2 separate regions of the Zea mays genome follow, and region 2 is linked to region 1. A link is a contact called in public Hi-C data. All regions are on one chromosome and are shown on one strand. Each heading gives the region's core, a stretch centred on a gene start, on an enhancer-like site or on the middle of the called end of the contact. The rest is flanking DNA. Distances are from core to core; before and after follow the strand shown. Region 1 has its middle 12 kb from the start of LOC100282518. Region 2 holds the start of LOC541886 (plasma membrane integral protein ZmPIP1-3).

Region 1 (3,877 bases), core at 540-3,039:
AAAAGACACGCATAAGTTTTTGTACTACTACTAGATAAGCATCAATAGCCTTCTCTTCACAAGCATAAATTAAGGTAAAAAAATACCGCAATATGTAGCCAGCAATAGGATTATTCGTCACCGTCTTCAACTATTTTTTTTTCGTACAAATTTTAGCATTTACAACTTTTTGTCAACAGTACGTAGGAAATATGTTTTCACATTCGTCGGTCGTCACAATATATGTAGCGAGTCTTATACTTCCTAAACTAATCTGATATTATTCTATTATAAGCATCGGATAATCTAGGATACTTCATATCCATTGGATTTAAGTGATACATATCCTACTCCACATCCACACGCGTAGATCGGATTCACCGCATGGATATAAAAAATCCTTCATCATATCCACACTATTTGCACTCCTACTCTGGTTCATGAAGCCACCAAAAATAGCCTTATTTCGGCGGCCTGCTCCTGCCGCCGAAAATCCCTGCTTATTTTCGGCGGCCACACCCTGACCGCCAAAAATAAATATGACCGCCGAAAATGGTATATAGTGCTGTTGTATCAGTTAGACCAATGAGCTTACAAAGTCTAAAATTGTTCTTCGCCTCCTTTTTATGCTTCTATGGCTTTCTTCTATCAAACATGACATGATCCACCTTAGGGCTTGTTCGTTTGTGTCGGATTGGTGGGTCGGAACGATTCCTAACCGGATTGCTTCTCTAATTTATATAAACTTTGAGTAGCTGGAACGATTCCGGGTGCAATCCGACAGAAACGAACAAGCCCTTAGTGGCATGCTCATCGTGTTGTTCTTTCCCTAAAAGCAGAAATACAATAAGTTGTGCACGAACATTAAAATAAAAACAGGGTCACAAAATAATAACATAGCCCAAACACTCACTAGGCAGTTCAGCAACAAGGTCCTTCATGACTTGCTTTTTAAATTTTGATGCCTCCCTTGCCCTGTCGTCCTTAGCCTTCTGCTTGGCAGTCAGCAACCTTTGCATCTCCCTAACGTACCACTTATTTGTACATGAATGTATCGGGTAAAGTATACCTTGTTCCCATGTTTGACGATGTAGCATCTCTTTGTAGATCTTAGGAAAGTGTTCATGAGCTGAGATCCACACTTTAATTTTTTGTTGCATTGCTTGCTTCTGTCTGATTGTATCTTCGAACTCACGTTTAAAATTAAAATCCAAGAGACGGACTTTTCATGAAGAGCCTGTTTCTACACGACTCTCTGTACCGTATAGATTGTCTTTTAACTGTAATTATGATTCAAAGACATAGAGTTGTATCATGCAATATCTTAGCTATGGCTTATACTTGAAAACTATATATATATATATATATATATATATATATATATATATATATATATATATATATATATATATATATATATATATAGTTTGGGAGTGTACGTGTCCTAAGTTCGATGTCATATGTCGAAGCGTTGATCTCTAGAATAAATAGACTTGTATTTGATTTTTTTTAAAAAATAAGACTAGAATAGTAAATCGGCAAGGCTAGCGGGTAGTACTTATCCAAGTTGTACACGACCTGGCCTCTCCCGTCTCCATTATTACTCCGGCACTTTGGTGGACGTACGCGCAGTGGGCGCATGCATGGGTGGAGAGGCAGAGACGGACATGCATGGTGACGATGGTCGAGCCCTACACACACAACACATACACGTCCCCTCTCGCAGTCGCGGCCCATGCTCCTCCTCCCAGCGACGCGTCATGGCGCAGTGCATGCAATACAGCGCGCTGCCCTTGCCCTGCGATGCAGAGACGCCGCGGCATGCATGCATGCGCTCGGCTGGCAGGCACTGGCACACGGCCGGGCCGGGGCCGGGGCCGGTCCCTTTCTGCCGTGCCGCCTGCTGCTACGCTTTACTCTTCCGGCCGCCGGCCGCTTTTCCCCCGCTAGCTTGGCATGCGATGCGAGCGGGAAAAAGCTTGCAGCCTTGGTTGATAAGGACAAGGGAGGCCTTTCGCTGGCTGCTTTGCTTTGCCTTTGCTTCTGCTTGAGCATGATCCCTGTGCCCGGCTTTCCGTTCCGTGTCAAGGACAGCCATTAGCCGGCCGGCTTCATCGATCGCGTGTCCCTCTCCTCCTCCTTCCGATTCCCTATCGTCCCTCCGCGCCCCCAGCTGGGTCGGTCGATGAGCTGGAACGTGCATGTGCCTTTCTCTCTCTCTATCTGACGATGTGTGTAATGGCAGGCACAAGTTATGGCTGCCGCTGCAGTGCTGCAGCAGCCCCATGCACGTGATCGTGCACCTTTGTCACGGCTAAATAAACAGCTAGGCTGAAGCCAGGGATACGCTTTAAATGGACACCACACACAGCGGGCGGGCGCGCCGCAGTAGTCGTAGCTTTCCAGCAGCTGGGTAGGGCGAGCACGATCGAGCGCGCAGCGCTGGCTCAGTTGAGGCGGCCGGCGGCAGGCGTGCGTGTCGGCGGCGGGCCATCACGCCATGTGCCCGGCGGTGGAGCTGAACGCCGCCGGCTGAACCGCTTGCGCCTGGATGACTACTTTAAATCGTTCTGTCCGCTAGATATAGCGTGTGGATGACTACTTTATTCGTCCAGTAACGTTCGGTAAAAGCTCCTTTATCTTACCGGATGCTAGAGACGTCCGCCAAACGTAGAGTCTTTTCCTGTGTGCTCGCTAAACCGTCTCTGTCCTTTCCTTGACCATGGCTAGGAGCGGCCTGCGTCTAGGACTTGAGTTGCAGGTGGATGTTGTTTGCTCTCTCACGTGCATGCGTGAAGGTGATAGCTGCTGCAGTCACCATAGGATGCACACAACATGCTTGAGGAAATGTTCAAGCCAGCACACATAAAACTATTGCCGTTGTTTAATCATAAAATGACTAAATTCTATTAATTTATAATTCGTGTCGTACGTTATTTTTCATAATATTTATACGTTCAAATATTTGTAGCATTGAAAAATATTAATTTCATCATTTTTAATGCCGTACATTAGAACCAATTTAAAATATATGATAGTTTATGTATTCTATTAATACTGTAGCTTTAGAGGACCGAATTTAGAGGATGTTGCTGGAGACTAAGAAGATATAGATAACATAATCTTTTAGAGTATGCTGTAAAGGACAGAGAATATTCTTTTAAGAGATAGAATTTAGAGTACGTTGCTGGAGACAGCCTAAACCACCACCTATCGCGTCTTGTCGCTTTTCTCCTAACGCGTATGTAACGCGAGGTAACAAGCGTCCTGCTTTTGCAGCTCTACGCTGACGACCCCCCTCTCGGCAGAACTGTAAAGCGCGGGCCGTCGTTACCGACATCACCTGATCTGCTTACGCCTTTGTGCATATGCAAACTGTAAAGCCAAGAGGGACCGGGGGACGGGAGGACATACATACACGGCCGGCACGGTCGCAAAAGAAAGAAAAAAAGAAAAAAAATAGCGATGTTCTGAAGGAAAGCAGGGCAACCGTGTGCGTACGTCGGCCTTTATTTAACTAACCGATCGAGTTCGGCTTCTGCGCTTTCGGGCTTATCGATTCGGGTTACACCCCGCTAAAATTTAGCCCCTGTCCCATCGAATGTTTGAACATCCGTTCCGGTTATTAAATGTAGTCGGATTATAAAAATAATTTATCAGCCGAAGATTAAAAGACGAGACGAATCTAGTCCAGTTGGTTGGGTCTATATTTCATACTCTTATTTAAAAGTCAAACGCTTGATGTGACCCGGGCTAAACTTTAGCAGGAGCAACCAAACACCCGTCGTGGAATTAGTTCACACCAAACGCCGCGTGCGGAGAGCATGCATAACTAGAAACACAGCAGTGCCTGGATGGTGTCGCCGTCGCCGTCGCCGTGGACGCGATCCGGACGGAG
Region 2 (3,877 bases), core at 622-3,121, 360 kb before region 1:
GACATGGGAGTCCCTGGCGTTCCTCTTGGCATCGGTGGCCGAGAAGACGGTGTAGACTAGGATGAAGGTGCCAACGATCTCTGCGCCAAGGCCGTCCCCCTTGGTGTATCCAGGGGCGACAACATTGGCGCCACCGCCGTTGCCCATGTAAAGCCCCTGCTGGAAGCCCTTCACCACTCCAGCTCCACAGATGGCACCCAGGCATTGCATGATAATGTAGAAGATGGCCCTAGTCAGGGACAGCTTCCTGGCCAAGAACAGCCCGAAGGTCACAGCTGGGTTGATGTGTCCTCCTGTTGTTGCAGCAGCAGGTAACAACCATTAGTGGTGTGGTGGCCCTTGGTTGCTTGTAGTCGTGTTATTGGTTTATGCTTTGCTGAATAGCATGGGTTCTTTCGAAGTTTGGTACTTTGAGATTAAGCATGTATCCGGAGTTAATAATACACAAAACATACACCAGAAAAGCCATATACAAATTCACAACAATACATGTTTAACTAGCCGTATGTAGGACCACCATTATTTTTAAGGTGGAATGGCCACTGTAGGTTAACTGATATAGTTGACTATGTACACACCTCACAAGTTACATAGGATCGTCTGCTATGTCATCTCTTTGTTTACCTCGAGTAAGCGGCACTTAGCTAACTAGAATGGTGCCCTTTTCAATTTAACCTTTAAATAATTACTGGTGAAACTGTGGCCCGAAGTGCTACATCAGAGATGAACTACAGTAGCAGTTGATGATGCCTTTGCAAGTTTGCATAACAACAAACAGCACATGCTATAGTAGTACAGTACGTGAAGTGGTAAAAATATTTATTGCAGGACAAATCTGCCTGTGTGTAAGGTACAAAGTGGTACCAAGCAAAAAGAAATAAACTTTGTTTTCTTTTTAATAAAATAACCTATTAACAGGGGCTTAGTAATCCCGATGCTGCTGGTGAGTATATAACTGCAAGGAAGCTCTACTGTTTTAAAAAAAACAAACTTAACAGATCCTCAGCTACTAATACTAATATCGGTATAGGCTAAATAAAATTATCTTTTTTCTTCCTTTCTTTAGTGCTAAAGACTGTAATCAGGAAATCCAAGAGCAACAAGTGGATTGGAAGTCTCACGTAAATTCAAGGGTCATATACCAAAGTGGATTTGTTGCCTATACAAGTTACTCTTGCTACCCCCAACACACAAAAAAAAACACTTTTGCTTCAGTATCTCAGAAATTGTACACTAAAACTAAAAGCTTTACTAAATCGTTACCATGAAGGGTTGTTACTAAGCTAAGGAAGTTATTAAAAGGCGAAATTAGTAACGTAGCGAAGTCTAAGAAATAATCGCAGTAGGTTAATAAAGCTCATCACATCACATGTCGGCTGGAAAAAGAAGCCAGCAGCAGCAGCAAGAAGGAAGGAAGGAAGGAGAGCTGACAGACCGGAGATGCCGGCGGTGCAGTAGACGAGCGCGAAGATCATCCCTCCGAAGGACCAGGCGATGCCCTGGATGCCGACGGTGGCGCACTTGGAGGTGGACTTGGAGACGCCCATGACGGTGAGGACGGTGATGTAGAGGAAGAGGAAGGTGGCGACGAACTCGGCGATGCCCGCGCGGTAGAAGGACCAGGACTTGAGCTCCCCGGGCTCGAACAGCGGCGCCGGCGGGGGCTCCTTGTAGTCCTTGTCGTCGTCCCCGGCCCCGGCGCCCTGCGCCGCCGTGCCGATGGGCTGCCGCTCCGAGAACTTGTTGGCGCCCAGGCGCACGTCCTCCTCCTTCCCCTCCATCTTTGCTCCCCGGCCCCACGCTACTGTCCCTGGCTCCCTGCTCTCTCTCCTGCCTGTGCGGTTGGGCTCTCGGTGGTTTCTTGAAGCAGCGGTGTGTGTCTGCGACTGTGAGGGAGGTGGTGTGGCTCGGGGATTATATAAAGGCAGAGCAGAGGACGGAGCTTGGGAGCAGCCAGGTCGTGAGGAGACTGGAGAGTGACTGAGTGGAGCAAGGAACTAAGGAAGACACGGACACTGTTATTTTTATTTTACAGCATTTTTTTTCTGGATGGCATTGGCAGGACACTGATGAGTGACTCGAGGAGGTGCTTCTGGAATGGAATTATTACGGAAGAGGAGGTGGCGAGCACGGGAGTCGGGAACGGACCTCACATGCAGTCGTTCCAGGCTTATCCAATCTATTTTATCTTTTTTTTTGGTTCGAGCGAGAAGCTTTGAAATGAGGAAATAAATGGAGAAGACATATGCTTTGCTTGCAATATTCTTTTGTTGCACTCATACTTTGCTAGGCAGGCTCCACGAGGCAGCCTTTTCCTCACTTCAAAGGGACTCCCTTGCCTGTGTAGTCTGTCCGGGATCCGAAGCCAAAGGCAGCACAGTCTGCACAGAGCTCACTGCTCCAATCCAAAGCAGCGGGGCGCGGAGCTTCTGCCTTTTGGTAAAGCAGGGCCGCGCCGCCGCGGTACTTCTGGAAGCAGCCTACGGAGTTACTGTTCCTGTCATTGCTTTTAGCATGTGCCGATTTCATTCGTTGCGTTGGATGAGTAGTGATGGGACATGAACCTAACCTCTTCGCTTTGTCATCCAGTAATGGTGTGGCTGTCCAGAAGCATCGCCTGCCGGTGCGAAAAACTTCAGAGTGTAGTGCAATTCAACCCACGGTCAGCAGCAACTTACCGAGGAAAGAATTTCCCACTCGATCTCCAGAATCGTGGAAAGGATGGTGCGGCTGGTTGCGGGACACATAGGCTAGGGTATTTAATACACTAGAGCTAATAATTATTAGTTAAAATTAGTTGAGACATCCAAACAACTTAGCTAATAGTTTAACTATTAGCTATTTTGGTAAATTAGTTAATAGTTAGGTAGCTATTTGTTAGCTACCTAATTTCACTAACAATTTTTAGACAACTAACTATTAGTTTTAGTGCATTCAAACACCCCCTAGGATAGGGATGTTCCCTGGGGTCCCCTCCCGTTCCTCTAATTTCGAGTGATAACTAGAAAGCATGGCGCGCCGTTGGCGCTCGCTCTAAGAGACCGTGCGCTAGTTATGGGTTTGGGTCTCAGTACTTTTATCTTCGCCTTTTGGCTTAATTAAATTATAATGTTTGTTCTTACGTGTCATTGTAATGCATGTACATTGTACTAGTGTACTCCTATAAACCTCATGTATCGTTGCAGTGCTTAGGTACTACTATAATCCCTCTGTCCCCATCCGAAATACAGAAGGTATTACATAAATGCGAAAATAGAAACAAACATGCCAATAGGTTGCCCAAACAGACAAGCGACAGACTCTTTCGGGCCTGAGCCAATATCTAGTCTATCGGACGAAGACCGAACCTTTGTCCACGACCCAAAACCGAAAGCAGAGGTGGGTAGGGTTCTAGCCACCGGCGAATGCTACGATTGCCATGAAATTTAAACGTCAAAGCATTCTTGGCGTTGATATTGATTCAGGTTTTTAATCCAATCTCCCCTAATAAACTCATTTTGTGGTTGATTCTCTATATGGTTGAATATTTCTTGAATCGAATTCATTTTATCTTTCCTTGTTAGTTTTAATTGAGACTGCTAAGTGGAACCTGCGAAGGATAATTAATGTAGCAGGATAAGGTGGGTAAAAAATATTAAAGCTCAGGAATCATCAAAATATCCTTCTCAGAGCTCTCCAGAAGAAGTGGCACGTTGGCACGCTCTCTTAGAGTTGTTCGCTAGTTATGGGTCAGAGCCAATTAATTTTTTTTATGTATGCATTATATCGTTAGTGGATTGGATAAGGTTTAGGTTTGCAGATCGACCAAGTGTTATGGTAGTATGGTAGCTGTCATACCTCAAATTTTATATCTAACTGTGAGTACTAAAGCATATAA

Evidence for each region. Hi-C and Micro-C count contacts between places; a contact is called where the count stands out from the background.
Region 2: a contact with region 1 is called in a Hi-C map of bundle sheath, with 2.8 times the contacts expected there. The contact joins the promoter of LOC541886 here to the enhancer-like site in region 1. A contact is called at or near these places in 2 of 25 Hi-C or Micro-C datasets (bundle sheath and ear).

The regions. Positions count from the first base shown.
Region 1 is chr4:158,638,578-158,642,454 of Zm-B73-REFERENCE-NAM-5.0, reverse strand. No RefSeq gene overlaps it. Among protein-coding and RNA genes, the nearest start is that of LOC100282518, 12 kb to the left of the region's middle. Within about 2 kb of position 1,789, at least 18 of the 20 cell types and tissues checked have an H3K27ac peak or open chromatin away from gene starts, as enhancers often do. A contact at or near this core is called in bundle sheath and ear, where this site is marked.
Region 2 is chr4:159,003,628-159,007,504 of Zm-B73-REFERENCE-NAM-5.0, reverse strand. It overlaps LOC541886 (plasma membrane integral protein ZmPIP1-3), which reads right to left and starts at 1,871. Exons shown (of 4, transcript NM_001365707.1): 1 at 1,436-1,871; 2 at 1-293. The coding sequence starts at 1,781.